Regions from separate parts of the Ovis aries genome. Here all the other regions are linked to region 3. The links are chromatin contacts, called in public Hi-C maps. All regions are on one chromosome and are shown on one strand. The core of a region is the stretch at or near the end of the contact, and the rest is flanking DNA. Distances in the headings are between cores, read along the strand shown.

The links. Hi-C and Micro-C count contacts between places; a contact is called where the count stands out from the background.
Region 1: a contact with region 3 is called in a Hi-C map of skin fibroblasts, with 4 times the contacts expected there. The contact joins the promoter of USP39 here to the promoter of CAPG in region 3.
Region 2: a Hi-C map of hypothalamus shows a contact between it and region 3, with 2.1 times the contacts expected there. The contact joins the promoter of RNF181 here to the promoter of CAPG in region 3. A contact is called at or near these places in 2 of 16 Hi-C or Micro-C datasets (hypothalamus and mixed tissues).

What each region holds. Positions count from the first base shown.
Region 1 is chr3:57,457,701-57,460,639 of ARS-UI_Ramb_v3.0, reverse strand. USP39 (ubiquitin specific peptidase 39) reads right to left here and starts at 1,574. Exons shown (of 13, transcript XM_015094346.4): 1 at 1,300-1,574. The coding sequence starts at 1,567.
Region 2 is chr3:57,438,906-57,441,903 of ARS-UI_Ramb_v3.0, reverse strand. It overlaps RNF181 (ring finger protein 181), which reads right to left and starts at 1,343. Exons shown (of 5, transcript XM_027966738.3): 1 at 1,218-1,343; 2 at 457-587; 3 at 161-270. The coding sequence starts at 1,303.
Region 3 is chr3:57,275,175-57,278,321 of ARS-UI_Ramb_v3.0, reverse strand. It overlaps CAPG (capping actin protein, gelsolin like), which reads left to right and starts at 1,321. Exons shown (of 10, transcript XM_060412094.1): 1 at 1,321-1,455.

The DNA.
Region 1 (2,939 bases), core at 325-2,824, 180 kb before region 3:
ATCTGGAAAACAATTTCTCTTTCAGAGAAAGGGAAACCTGAGGCTGACAGAATATATAAGAAAAGAAACCAAAGAATACCCTGAAATTACTAGATTATTCACAGAACATTTATCAAGTACTTTTCATGAGCAAGGTGCGATCCTAGACTCTGTGCATAATACAAAAATATGTCAAATGCAAAACCTTGAGCAAGAAATTTAAGAGTTAATATAAGAGTATAATCTTGTATTTATTTTATTTATTCGGATGTGCCAGGTCTTAGTTACAGCAGGCAGGCTCTTCGATCTTCACTGCAACATGCAAACTCTTAGCTGTGGCATGTGGGATCTAGTGGCATGTAGTTCTCTGACCAGGGATCAAACCCAGGCCCCCTGCACTGGGAGGGTAGAGTCTTAGCCACTGGACCAGCAGGGAACTCCCCAAGAATATAATCTTAAACAGATAAACAGGCACAGAGACAGAATTATAGTCTTGGAGAATGAACAATCCCGGAACAAAGAACACTGCCCCTACAGTGTAGCCTAGTGATATGTTTACCTGCTAACTCACCAGAAAACAAGTATATACCAAACATGTTCAAATCAGAAGTTCCAAGTTCAGATATGGAAAAGATTAACTGAGCTTAAACAGGAAAAGCTTCAGACGTGATGGAAACCTACTTAGAGACTGGTAAGGTATCAACAAGTCGGAAAACTGTACACAGGTCAGAGTACCAAGGCTGGGCCAAAAGATCTCCAGCAATTCCCAGGAGAAGCACAATGAGTCCAGCAGAAGGCAGAGGGTACAGTCACAGAAGTGACTGACAGGGCTCTCAAAGCTCATGGGTTCCAGTACTCCTTCCATCGACTTAAAGAGGGACAGACATATGAAACCCAGATTCCCAAACCAGTGACCCAATCTCAGAGGCCGGACTAGAATCCAAACCTCCTGGCAGCTACAACCCCAAGTGACAGTGCAGTGTAGTCCAAGTGCCCAGAGTTCAGGCTCTCCACTCTGAATGGTCTGATTTCAGGAATTACAGCAGGGCTCATTCGTCAGGTGTTTTGTAAAAACTCAAGGAGGTAACACCTGTAAAACAACGAGCCTGGCCCCGAAGCTAGGTATCCGATAAAGGAAAGCTGCTGTTATTATTAAAGTTGCTAGAAACATTAGAGCTACGATTACCAAGACTAGTAAGGTCCTCATTAAATAGCAGTCGAGTCGGATCGCGTGTAAAGTGTGACTTTCCCGCGGGGAGAGAAGGTTGGAGAGAGAAAAAGAAGAACGCGAGAGAGGAGCCCGCGCCCGGCCCCGCGCACCTCGCACCTCCCGCTCAGGTTCCGAGTCCTCGTCGGCCTCGCGCTCCCGCTTCACCCTCACCGCCGGGACTACCGGCGTCGGGGCCTCGCGCGCGCTCGCCGGCTCGACCTCCCGCTTCACGCGCACCGGGCTGCCTCGGGAGCTCGGCGCCTCGGGCTCCCGCTCCCGATCTCGTTCCCGTTTGACGCGAGCCGAGCTGCTCCGCGACTCGGACTCGCGCTTCCCGCGGGTCGAACCGCGAGACTCCCGCTTGGACCGGCTGGACATCGCCACTACCGGCCGAGTCGCCCGGCGCAGCCCCCAGACAAGACCGAGCGCGCGGCAAGCAGCCAATCAGAAGCGGCGCTGTTATGGAGGCCAAGGTTCTCTACGAGTCGCCGACGGGGACAAATCACGCCGCAGAGAACTTCGGGGAAGTACTGTGCCTTTTGTGGCTCCTTTGCTGCTGCGTGCGCACCGGAGACCGGTAGGCGGATCTTCTGCAAGTTACCCTTTTCCGGTTTAAAGAGGCAAGAACCTTTTACTGACTGGGGATTTCTGGATAACAGAAGCTGTCGTTGGACGCCCGGTGTCTTCAAGACACTTTGTATCCCGAAACGAGAATAGGGAAGTCGTCTCCACAGTCTCCGCGCCTCAAAGATCAACACCCCTGCACAGAACCAGGAGACATTCCCAAGTCATACCCTTATTGGAGCAACCTGGCGACTCTTAATTCCACATTTAGAGGAATCACAGAAAAATGAGAATGACGAGCAGAGAGAAACTAGAGAGTGGAGCCAATAAAGCTGAAGCTTCAGGACCTGACTTTCATGACCCCTTCCACACCCTGAATTACTTTACAGTTCTACTAAGGTGTGATTGATATACAATAAAAAGCGCATTTAAAGTGTCCAGTTCAGTTCAGTCGCTCAGTCGTGTCCGACTCTGCGACCCCATGAACCACAGCATACCAGGCCTCCCTGTCCATCACCAGCTACCCGAATTCACTCAAATTCATGTGCATCGAGTCAGTGATGCCATCCAGCCATCTCATCCTCTGTCGTCCCCTTCTCCTCCTGCCCTCAGTCTTTCCCAGGATCAGGGTCTTTTCCCATGAGTCAGCTCTTTGCATCAGGTGGCCCAAGTATTGGAGTTTCAGCTTCAATATCAGTCCTACCAGTGAACACCCAGGACTGATCTTGTTTAGGATGGACTGGTTGGATCTCCTTGCAGTCCAACGGACTCTCAAGAATCTTCTCCAACACCACAGTTCAAAAGCATCAGTTCTTCAGCGCTCAGCTTTCTTTATAGTCTAACTCTCACATCCATGCATGACCACTGGAAAAACCATACCCTTGACTAGATGGACCTTTGTTGGCAAAATAATATCTCTGCTTTTTATTATGCTGCCTAAGTTGGTCATAACTTTCCTTCCAAGGAGTAAGCGTCTTTTAATTTCATGGTTGCAATCACAATCTGCAGTGATTTTGGAGCCCAGAAAAATAAAGTCAGCCACTGTTTCCGCTGTTTCCCTGTCTATTTGCCATGAAGTGATGGGACCGGATGCCATAATCTTAGTTTTCTGAATGTTGAGCCTTAGGCCAACTTTTTCACTCCCCTCTTTCACTTTCATCAAGAGGCTTTTAGTTCCTCTTCACTT
Region 2 (2,998 bases), core at 94-2,593, 160 kb before region 3:
TTCATAAGCTCAAAACAACCATCCCCAGCTCCCAATTCCCTACCCTTACCCCTCTCCCATCTCTGATCCCACACCCCACCCCAAAGGTCCATCAACAGAAAGAGGAGGCTTGAGGACTAGGCCCAAGGCAGGGTGAGGGCTGGGAGAAAGGAAACAGTACCTTGCTCAGCCAGGGCAGAATGCAGTTGGAATGGAAGAGGTGATGGCAAGGCATCTCAATGGCGGTCTCCGCCTCCTCAAATTCCAAAAGACACACGGGGCACTTGAGCTCTTGAGGAGGGAGTGCTAATCAGGAGAGCTGCCACAGGCCCTACCTCCTAGCTCCCACTCCTGAAGGACACACTTGCCCCAGCCTGACCTGGAAAACTGAAGGGCCAGACTGTAATCTGGCTTCCAGAGTTGGTCAGCCTGGCAGACCTGCCCCAAAGAATCAATGGAAGGACTTAGTGTTCTCACCAGCCTGAGAGCCCCTGATGACTGTCCTGGGAAGGTTCTCAACTGCAGTCTTGGCAGCGGGTGGAGGCAGGTGGTGATCCCAATCCACTACTAACCCCAAGTCTTCAAAGTCCATCCTATTGAAAAGGGACCTGGGAAGAAGGATGCAAGGTCAGAACCAAAGAATCTTTGCCCCCATAATCCACTAAACATTAACAGACAAATACTCTGCCCGACTAGTCATACTAATAGCTACCCCTCAGTAGTGCTCTAGACAAAAAAGCACAGTGGGAAATGGCTTACAGCTGCTATCAGACAACCCCAGGCCATCAGACAACCCCAAGCATGCAGGTTATTTATTCCAGTTTTACACGAGAGAGAGAAATTATTCGGGTCACTCAGGAATGACCCAAAAAAGCCAAATTCCAAGTGGCAGTGTAGCTTCCGTGCTTGAAGTGCCTAACGGATATACCTACTCACAGTCACATGGCCCCTGCTCCCATGACCCGCCTACTTCAGTACCTCCTAAAGCCCACTGCCCTCCAGTTCGCACACCCCCTCTTCCACACTCCAGATCGCTTTTTCCAGAATTCCCTTGCTCTAGTCTGTCCAAGGACGACCGAAATTATCGACTTCCCCCCGAATCTCACTGCGGAATTAACTCTGCAGATTATTTATCCGTTTTACCCAGAAACTGCTGCCCCACATAATCCGCGTTCTCCAGCCAGCCTCAGCCCAGACACCTGCTGTGTGGGCCCTACCTCCCAGCCCCACACACCCACCTTGCAAGCTCCAGCAGCATGTTTGTTCGGGGATCCCGTTCACGATCCAACGGCTCGCAGTCGTGTTCATCGAAATAAGACGCCATGGCAGCCGGGCTGTCTGACACAGCCCTCAGACCCGGCCGTACCTCAGTCTCGCGGCGCTGGCCAATAAACTAGCGAGTTGAGGGAGGACAACCAATCAGAGTCCCCAAGAGGCGGGCACAGTGGCTCTTTCGCCACATAGGAAGAGGAAGTATTCATTTTGTCACCTCTCATTGGCTCGAATAAGTCAGGTGACCAAGGGCTAAAGCCAATGGCAGGGACCGAGGTGGGTCAGAAAACGGTCCTCTTGGACCCCTCGGTCTAGGGTAGGTTTCTGGGAGACGTGAGCGTATCGCATAATCTTGAGAAGCCAAGTGTTTGAGCTATAGGGGTCCTCCATCCGCTCTGCGGCTCAGAGGATCTCGGCAGGTCAGATCTTACAGGCCTCTCAGAAAGAGGGCGGCGCTGACTCAGGGGTCAGGGTTCTGCGAGCCTGGGGAAGCCTGGAGTCGGGGCTTCTCGCTGCTCTGCCGCATCCTCGCCGGGCGGTTCAGCACCCGCTGCTCTCTAGTCAGTTCAGGACTAGACACTTGACGCCGCCTCGACTCCCGCAAAACAAATAAAACTTTCCTATTCAGTTCTGCTGTGTTAGGCACAATAATAAAAGGTGGGGTAAACTCCCCCACCCGAATAGAGGCCTTACCAGCTCAGGGAACTATATGTCTGTGTGATCTTTTAGCCCATTGCTCAGCGTTTCCCCTAGCTTCTGTAAAATTAGTGGCTTGAATTTAATAAGTAGTTTGCATCTCTGGCACCCAGGAACCTCTTGGAGGAAGAAAGGAGAGGTTGCAGCTTTAGGGGGAAAACAACAACAAAAAACTCCACACAACTGTTGTTTAGTCTCAAAGATCAAATTTAACTGATCTAGGCCTCTGTGTGTGTGTGTGTGTGTGTGTGTGTGTGCTAAATGATTTGGCTGCTAGCTATCATTTATTTGGCAACTAGAATCATTCCATTTATGTTGTACACAGGGTATAAATATAAATACTCACAATTATCCAGGAGCTAGTATCATTATAGTCAAAGCTATGGTTTTTCTAGTAGTCGTGTATGGCTATGAGCTGCTGCTGCTGCTGCTAAGTCGCTTCAGTCGTGTCCGACTCTGTGTGACCCCACAGACAGCAGCCCACCAGGCTCCCCCGTCCCTGGGATTCTCCAGGCAAGAACACGAATGGGCTGCCATTGCCTTCTGTGATGGCTATGAGAGTTGGACCTTAAAGAAGGCTGAGTGCCAAAGAACTGATGCTTTTGAATTGTGGTGCTGGAGAAGACTCTTGAGAGTCCCTTGGACTGCAAGGAGATCAAACCAGTCAGTTCTAAAGGAAATCAACCCTGAATATTCACTGGAAGGACTGGTTGCTGAAGCTCCAATACTTTGGCCTCCTGATTCAAAGAGCTGACTCATTGGAAGAGACTGATGCTAGGAAAGATTGAAGGCAGGAGGAAGAGAAGAGGGTGGCAGAGGATGAGATGGTTAGATAGCATCACCAACTCAGTAAACATGTATTTGGGCAAACACTGGGAGACAGTGGAGGACTGTGGGGCCTGGCATGCTGCAGTCCATGGGGTTGCAAAGAGTTGGCTACAGCTTAGTGACTGAACAACAAGAAGTATCATTATTGCTTTTTACATATGTAAGAACCCAAGTCCAATTCCACAGGACCTCTAAGCAGTGTTGCAGACCTAAGCACAATACC
Region 3 (3,147 bases), core at 72-2,571:
TGGTACAGTGAATCCACCTGCCAATGCAGGGGACATGAGTTCAATCCCTGGACTGGGAAGATTCCACATGCCTCAGAGCAATGGAGCCCGTGAGCTACAACTAGTAAGTCTGTGTTCTAGAGGCCTCCAGCTGCAACTAGTGAGCTCAAGTGCTGAAGCTACTGAAGGCCGTGAGCCTAGAGCCTTTACTCCTCAACAAGAGAAGCCATCGCAGTAGGGAACCACCACACTGCAAGGAAGAGTGGCCCCCACTTGCCAAAATTAAAGCCTGGGCAAAGCAGTAAAGACCCAGTTCAGTTCAGTCGCTCAGTCATGTCCCACTCTCTGCGACCCCATGAATCACAGCATGCCAGGCCTCCTGTCCATCACCAGCTCCCGGAGTCTACTCAAATTCATGTCTATCGAGTCCGTGATGCCATCCAGCCATCTCATCCTCTGTCGTTCCCTTCTCCTCCTGCCTCCAATCCCTCCCAGCATCAGGGTCTTTTCCAATGAGTCAGCTGTTCGCATGAGGTGGCCAAAGTACTGGAGTTTCAGCTTCAGCATCATTCCTTCCAAAGAAATCCCAAGGTTGATCCCCTACAGAATGGACTGGCTGGATCTCCTTGCCCCAGTGCAGCCATAAATAAATAAATGAAAAAAGGGACAAAAATGCTACTTTGTCTTAACAGAAATACTTGGAAACAAAATATCTAAGAACTTCTGGCAGCAATGGCATGCTTAGAGACCACCTCACAGTTAATATGACCCCTACTCCAGTTACCAAAAGGAACCTGGGCATTTTGCTTTCAATATCCTCTCTGGAGTTGTTTCTAACTGTTCCAAGATTAAATGGAATACTTATAGAAAGCAGCTAGTCTTCACCTAACTACAGAAGAATAAAATCTCATTGTGATATTACAGGATCATGGTTATATCTTCTTGTGTGTGTGTGTGTGTGTGTGTGTGTGTGTGTGTGTGTGTGTGTGTGCGTTAGTCACTCAGTCTTGTTCAACTGATTGTGACCCCATGGGCTGTGGAGCCCACCAGGCTCCTCTGTCCATGGGATTCTCCAGGCAAGAATACTGGAGAGGGTTGCCATTTCCTCCTCCAGGGATCTTCCAGACCTAGGGATGGAACTCAAGACTCTTGCGTCTCCGGCTGGGAAGCCCTAATACCTTCATAAACTAGGTGTTTTCCACCTTTGATGATCAGGGAACAGCAGTATATGGCCAGATCAGAAAGTGTAAAAGCTGAAAATGGGATTGAAGACAGAAAGTCCAATGTGTTGCTGGCCACTGCGGTGTCAGTGCTCTCGATGCAGGTGTAACCTGAACCCTCACTTGGGAGCCAGAAATCAGCCGAGAAGAGGCTTCGGGAGAGAGACTGCCCTGGCCCCGTCAAGTGGATGAAGTGGGGCCTCACCCCACCAGACAGGCTGGACCCTTGAGTTCCTGACTGGCACCGAGGGCCTGGGTAAGTCCTTGCTATAGTGTCTCAGTGGATCTTTATGTAAGGAGGGGAGTACTGGCGCTAGACGCTAAGGTGTGAGCTGAGCACTTTGAGAGCGAGCATACGGAAGGAAAGTGCCCTGGTTATTACTTCTTGGCAGCCCCTCGGCCTTATCTGGCTCTGCCATATACAGCTGATGCCGGGGTGCAGGAAGTTCAGAGCAGTCAGACACTGTGGACCGAATATCCGGAACTACATCCCAGAACTTGGAGAACCCTGGCCTTCCCTGGGCTGCTCCACGAGATGTGCAGGCCACACAGAGATCCCCAACAGGCTTAGTCCTGCCACAGGGTCCGGGCTACTCCTCCCTCCGGGAAAAGGGAGTTCGCTCCAGGCGGAGGAGAGAGGGTTAAGGAGGCAGATTCTGCGACCCAAGGCTGCTGGCCGAAGCGCCCACCCGCCATCCGCTTCCCCGGAAGCCCCAGCCGGGTCGGGAGGGCGGGGCTCAGGATCTCGGAGAACGGCTCGAGTCGGCGACCCCACGGTGGAGCAGCGTGTGCAGGGACGCGGAGCCGAGCCTCGGGGAGAGAAGGGACCTCTTTTACACGAAGCAAGGGGTACCCCCACCTGGAGCCGGGGGATGCCACCATGCCAGACACTCGCCTGACATTCGCTTCCGGTCGGGAGCACCTCCCTCTCGAGGTCCCGCCCCCACGTCCACTGCCTGCTGGGATTTGTAGTTCGTAAAGGCGGGACCAACTGGCCAGGCGCGTATGCGGGTCTGTGTGTTTGTGTGTGTGTGTGTGTGTGAGCGTGTCTCGAGGTCCGCTGTGGCGTCCCCATCCTTTCAACCTCGCCCCTGAGGGCTCATTGCACTTAGGCAAGGCGCAAAGGCCGCAGGCCGGCGCGCCCGAGGCCCTGTCCCATCCCCCACTCCTGCTGGGATTTGTAGTTTGGGCTGGGCTCTGGCCTCGCTGGGGCCCGGAATTGGAGTCCCACCTGGGCCCGGCCTGGTGCCGTCCTTATTCCTGCTTTTTTCAGCGGACCGTGGATCTGGATAGTAGGCCTGGCGCGGGTCGCAATCTCGGCCAAGCTCCCCCTGGTCCTTCCTACCGGCCTCCACCTCCTACCCACCCCGTTCACCAACTCGACCTTTGTGCCTGCGCCTATGGGACCAGCCGGCAGATTCTCAAACCAAAGCACGGAGAGGGGCGCGGTCTGGGAGAGGTGGAAAGCCCGGAGAGAAAGCCAGAGTAAGGACTTGGCCTGGGCGTCCCAGCCCAGCCCTGCTGAAGCAGGCGATGATCCAGGGCTCTTTCAGTACTTAGAGAGTCTGTGATCAACGGTGTCCCAAAATGATGACCAGACCCGCCCAGGACTGGCTGGGCACATTAGAGCTGATTACCCTACAGGGTTGACAGATCAAAAATTTTATTTGCCAAATTTAGCAACCCTACAGGAGCCCAGAAAATGGCAACCCAACTCCAGTATTCTTGCCTGGGAAATCCCATGGACAGAGGAGCCTGGAGGACTATGGGGTCACAAAAAAGCTGGACAGGACTTAGCAACTAAACAACAGGATACCAGGGAGGGAGGGGGGCTCTTCTGATCATGAAAACCAAAAAATGGGTCAACAGGTTTGCTTTGAGGATCAAGTTGGGGGATGGTTGTGTGTGGAGACTGTGTTTTGTAAACTGTAAAGCCTGGGGCCTGGTT